Regions from separate parts of the Arachis hypogaea genome. Here region 1 is linked to region 2. The links are chromatin contacts, called in public Hi-C maps. All regions are on one chromosome and are shown on one strand. The core of a region is the stretch at or near the end of the contact, and the rest is flanking DNA. Distances in the headings are between cores, read along the strand shown.

Region 1 (3,190 bases), core at 453-2,952, 57 kb before region 2:
TATTTCGGGCCTCTTATTAGTTAAAATTTGGTTAAAAGTTAACTCTACACCTAATATTACTCTTAATTATACAAAAATATTTAGAAAACAATAAAAAATAATTTAAAATAACATAAAATTATTTTATTTTATAAATGATTAATTATTACTAAAATAATTAAAATATTATTAAATTAAACAAATAATTTTAAAATGTTATTTCTATCTCTATCGTTATCTAATGACTAATGCAAGACAAGATGCGACAACCAGTTGTTTCATGTTTGCAGCTTGTCAACGAAACGACGTTTCTCATTCTCTTCTCAATCTTTTCCAGTTTTTCGTAATTGGCGCAGACTTCAACATGTTCCATACGTTGCTGCTTCTGATCGATTTTTTCCCTCCATATTATAATCTACGATAATGACATCTTAATTTTGTGTGATAAATTCCTAAATCATATTGAATTAGGTGCACACTCATTTGATTCAAATATTATGAAATAATTCTTTTTCAAAACTTTAGTCTGCTAGATAAATTAAGATATGTATGTGATTACTTTACTTTTATGCTGGTTGACATGTTTTTTGTTCATTTTCTTTTTCTAAATTTAAGGTATAGACTACACAAATTCTTCTGTATTTTGTGCTTAAAATTATTTATTTTTATTAAGAAGAATAAAAATAAGAAAATTTAACCTATTTTATATTTTAATTATAAAAATTCTTATATCATATTACAAACTAATTCTCCTAAACCAAAAAACAGTTACATTGAACTACAAGATTAACTTTGTATCTTATAATTAATTTGTTTGTAAAAACAGAGTGTCGTAAAATTATTTATGTGTGATTATACATAACTATATGTTATTTTATATGATAAAACTATTTATTTTAAAAATTAAATTATTAAATAAAATCACATAAATATTATGTACCTAACAAATGTATGATAAATCTGTGTGTGGGCCTCTACGTTCATTTGATAGATTTTGCTGGAACTATGTAAGATATATGATATGATTGAACCGTAATTGGTTAGAGCATTAAAGCCTAAAGGTGATGAGTCAATAATGGTGTCAATTTGATATTAAAAATAATAAAGAATAAAAATAAGTACACTTAGAATATATCAGCTTAATTTTAATATATTAATAATATAAAATGTTTTATATAATTATTTAATTCATAAATTATATTATTAGATTAGTTTAATTTTGATGTACTGATAGTATAAAGCGTTTTATTAAGTCGTATAATCATATTTATTTTTTTAAATGACTATTCACACAGTCAGTAATCGGTATAAGAGATAATTATTTTTATTATGTAGTATTACATAATTAAATATAAATATAAAATTATTTTATACAGTACATCAAAATTAAATTTTAATTTGATATATATAAAAAATTATTTTATATTAATTCTATATGGAATTTAAATTCAAAATATATACGACAAATTTCCAATCAATATTATGTGCTCGGGAGGAAATGGATAACAACGAAGGCAACATGAACAAGATCACTTTGCAGACGTGGTATATAACTTTAATGACCAAGTTGCAGCGCACCGTCGCCGTTTCTTTAAAATTTGTTGTCCTGTTTGGCTGTTTTTTATTTCATGATTGCAACGCACTAACGCATTCGTTGATGACACTCGAGCAGTGTCTTATTCGTTCTGTCGTTCTAATCATATCCTTCTAGTTGTGTTGGTTTGATTTTGATATAAAACGTCTTGAATATTAGCCCCACAAGAATAAAAATTTGCTAAGGCGGTGTCCTACATCTAACAATCATAGAGGCCCAAAAAGTTCCACATTCACCAAGGGACATCCTCAATTTTATCTTTCATTATCTGTATTGCCTTAGCCCTTAGGCTTCTGTTCTACTGGAACATTGTTATGACTGGTAGCCTTTCTAATGAATAGAGTATTATTCACAAATTAGGCACGCCTTCCTTTTAATTTAGTCGAACTCTATTAGTGAAAGATTTATAATTTTTTTCTGAGTTTAATTTTAATGCATTAATTTTTTAAATAACTATTTATATTGTCAAGATAAAAAATAGTTATTTTCATTTTATTTTATTTTTCTTTTAACGAAGATAGAGATATTCGAATCCGTAACCTCTTAAATGAATATAAGGAGACTATGCTATTTGAGTTATAATTCATTGACAAATAATTATTTTTATTAATATAATGATATGTAATTAAATGTACGTATAAAACTGTTGAGTAAATATCCCATCCGACCCTTGTCCATTTTTACGAAGGACAAGACGTCTGTGTAAAAAAAAGGGGACATTTCAGTTCTCAACCTTTTTATTTTAGGACAATATGACTCCTTTATTAAAAAATATGTTAAATAGTAACAAAATTAATTTTGTGGGAGTTTTATTTGTAATTTGGGGGGTTTTAAACACTTACAAACTATTAATAAATTATTTTTAAAAAATTCCTTCACCGATGGTTAAGTGGAGAAAGATCATTGCTGAAAATGATATCGCAGGAGAAAAAAGTAATTGCAGCACGAAGACTTTTTAAAGAGAAAAAATAACATCGAACAATAAATGAAATAAGATAATATTAATATTGATGATATTTGTATTGGTGACGATGAAAGTAAAAGAAATAACAATGGTGACAAAATATGGTTATACAACATAAATAGTAGAGGTAAAATTGATAATGATGAGAATAAAGAAGATGGTGATAATAGTGATCATAGTTGATTATATCATTGAAAAAATATTTGTGGAAGATTTAAAACTCCCCACAAATTACAAATAAAACTTCTACAAAATTAATTTCCATTATTATTTAATAAATATTTTGACAGAAGAATCACATTATCCTAAAATAAAAAAGTTAGAAGATCGAAATATCCCTTTTTTTATAAACAATAAACACCTTATACTTTGTGAAAACAAACCGCAAGCTAGGTCTTTACTCATGAAATGTTAGTATAAAAGAGTAATACAATAGAATCAACAAAATTTATCATTTTTAACCAATATTTAATTAATTATAAATTTTAATAATATAAAAATAAAATATTGATTCAAAATATTCATTAATATTGATAAAAAAAATTAATTCTAATATTTTTCATAATATAATCCGGTTTTAATAGAGAGTGAACTCTTCTTTAACTAACAATGAGCATAAAGTAATAAGTAGCAAAAAAAAAAAAAAAAAAAAG
Region 2 (3,207 bases), core at 279-2,778:
TTAACTTATTGTTTAGGTTGTTAAAAAAAATTATTTCTCTACATTTTTTTCTAATTTAAATTCAAAATTGATTATTTTAATAAATTGGGAATCTAATTTTAATAATTAATTTAATATTTTTTAAAACCGTTATTCATATTGTTCAATATTTATATTGTTTACCTAGTCACCTGACATTTTTTTTGGATTTTTTATTTTAATAAATAAATTAATTATAATAATTATTGAAATAAATAATTTAAAAAATATTTACCGAAATAAATATCCCTCTCTTATCTCGTTTATCGTATAAACGAGATAGGTGTAGTTTTTCCATTTTTGTTTATTTCGTTTACAGTGTAAACGAGATACATGTTATAAATTAAATATAATTTTTGAAAATAATAAAAAATATTAATGATTTAAATTGGACAAAACTCTTAAAAATGGAACGTTTCAAATAATAAAAAAAATGAACGATTTTAAATGATAGAGAAGATAAACCGTGCATTTTAAATGATAGGGAAGATGGACTGTCCATTAAAATTAAACATGTCAACACGTTTACGTGAAAGCATATAAGTGCACTATTAAACTGTCCACTATTAATATCATTACCTTTTTTCTAACTACCCCACTATTAATACTATTGTTTCTAACGGATAAAATTTTTAAATTTTTTATGTACTCTCTTTATTATTAATTTTTAAATTCAAATTATATATATTTTAAATTTTGTTTGTTGGATAAGAGTACATAAAAATTTGAAATATAATTTAAATATAATTATATTTCAAATTTTAGTTGTTGCATGGGAGTATATAAAAATTTGAAATATATTTAAATTTCGTTTGTTGTATGAGAATATATTTAAGATGGGAAGTATGAAGTTGATACACGAAAAATAAAACAGAAAGAAATGAGAAGAGAATTGAAACGATTATCTTTCACTTATTTATTCCCATCAATCTCTCCTAACAATTAGCAAACCTCTCCTAACGATACGATTTCTCCTATTCTTCCTCTGTTTTATTTATCCCATCAACCTCTCCTGACAATTGGCAAACGGTTATTTTCCACTCTTTTATTTATCTCCCTAACACAATTAAACGATTATCTCCCTATTCTTTCTCTATCTTATTTATCTATCAATTTCACGCTACCCATCTTTTAATTTTTAGGAGCGGGCACAGTTACGTATTTATTCTCATAATGGAACATGAACATCGTACGAATTTTTTATTTTTAAAATTTATTAATATTTTTTATTATTTTCAGAAAATATATTTTTATATTTATAAATACATATAAACGAGATATATGTTTTTATGTTTTTATATTTTTAATATTTTTTACATTGTAAACAAAATATAAAAAAATTGAAAAAATTACGTATATTTCATCTATATCTATACAAAATTATCTCGTTTATAATGTAAATGAGATAAAAGAAAAATATTTATTTCGATAAATATTTTTTAAATTATTTATTTCGGTCATTATTATAATTTATTTATTTATTAAAATAAAAAATCCCATTTTTCTTTCGGCATCTACAATTCAATTTCAAAAAGACAAAAATGACCATTGATGAATTTTTAGCTTTTACCCTATTTAAGTCTGGTAGTGTTTCATTTCGTAATTTCTAGAGGCACCCTTCCTATAAATTAAAACCAGCTTTAATCTCGGGAAGAAACACTAGCTCAACTGAACCTCGCATATCACAGAAATAAAATAATAGTTTAAGGAAAAAAAAAAAGAAAAAGCAGAGAGAGAGAATGGGAGGCTCATATTGTGTGAGGGAGAGGAAGCCATGTCTGAGATGGGTTGAGAAATACTTCAAAGACTGCCTTTGCAATGTGAAAGATGACATCTCCTTCAGTTTCGGTCTCATAAGTCTTGTGTGTTGGGGAGTCGCTGAAATCCCTCAGATTATTACAAATTTTCGCACCAAGTCAAGCCATGGAGTCTCCCTTGCCTTTCTCTTCACTTGGGTCGCCGGGTGAGTTCCTCAACTTTCTTTTTAAGATAAAAGGTTCGTTGAACTTGAAAGTGTTGTTTGTGTCTTTGTGACTTCGTAAGTACGATTTTGGAAGTTTATAGTATAAATGTTAAACTACATACACATACACCTTCCATTTTTACTTTTTCTCTTAAAATTCTTAACTCACAAACATGTTTTTAATTAGATATAATTTTTTTAAAATATATTTAAGGGGTACTTGTTGAAGAATGTTTAAGAGCAAACTTTAAATGTATAAAAAGACTGGCAAATTTTGCTTTTGAATCAAAGATTTTGCTTTTGTTTTAACATGCGCCGATGCGCCTTTTAAGATAGATGATAATAAAGTCTTTTAATTAATTAATTAATTAATTAAATGACAGTACTATCACTAACCCCTCCATAATCTCTTTTCTTTCGAATATATTAAAAAAATTAATAGTAATATATAAAAACAAAATACACAGCAGGCCACCAGTTGCATGTTTTCTCATAGTGGCCTGTGAATTCTGTGATTTATATATATTCGATTGCAGTATCTTCCAAGTAGCGAAACCTTACTGGTGGTCAATAAAAGTAGCACTCTTTATTTGGATACACTAACCCAATTTTAACCACTTAAAGTGGCACTAATTGCTTTAATTGGTAGTTTCACTTTATTAATAAAACAAATATTTGAATGCAGTGACATATTCAACTTGGTGGGTTGCCTTTTGGAACCAGCTACGGTGAGTGACTCCCTGAACCATATACACGCTATTTAAATATTTGTCAGGTTGCAGGTGGTGGTCCTGAGAGTCCCGAGGCCACGTTTCCTCTAACCATCATGCTCTGGATAAACACAGAAACTAGAGATGCAACATAGTCAATAAGTGTTTTAATGAAGAAAAATAGGAATATAAAAAAGAATCGCCACATAAAAATATAATTGATGAAAAAGTATTTAATTAGTTAATAATTAATTATTTTTATCTTAAAGTTTATAATTTAAAATTTAATATAAATAAAATATTTTTTTAAAAGTTGGCTAATAGAAGTTAAAAAAAATTAGCTTAGGGTATTACTCTTCTATTAATCATTTTAGAGCAAATATTTAATTTTTTTTAATTTTATATTTAACATTTTAATCTCTAAAAAAATTTTTCTATTAGAAATTTTTAAAAATTAATTTTGTCAGACATATTAGTTCTTCTTTTATTTTAAATCAAATTTCAAATATGTAAATG

Evidence for each region. A called contact is a pair of places that touch in the nucleus more often than the background predicts.
Region 1: a contact with region 2 is called in a Hi-C map of leaf, with 2.3 times the contacts expected there. The contact joins the enhancer-like site here to the promoter of LOC112720396 in region 2. A contact is called at or near these places in 5 of 8 Hi-C or Micro-C datasets (leaf and an unstated tissue).

What each region holds. Positions count from the first base shown.
Region 1 is chr11:15,974,948-15,978,137 of arahy.Tifrunner.gnm2.J5K5, reverse strand. No RefSeq gene overlaps it. Among protein-coding and RNA genes, the nearest start is that of LOC112723801, 7.8 kb to the right of the region's middle. Within about 2 kb of position 1,702, at least 2 of the 3 cell types and tissues checked have open chromatin away from gene starts, as enhancers often do.
Region 2 is chr11:15,917,260-15,920,466 of arahy.Tifrunner.gnm2.J5K5, reverse strand. It overlaps LOC112720396 (vacuolar lysine transporter YPQ1), which reads left to right and starts at 1,528. Exons shown (of 12, transcript XM_025771334.3): 1 at 1,528-1,981; 2 at 2,667-2,709. The coding sequence starts at 1,758.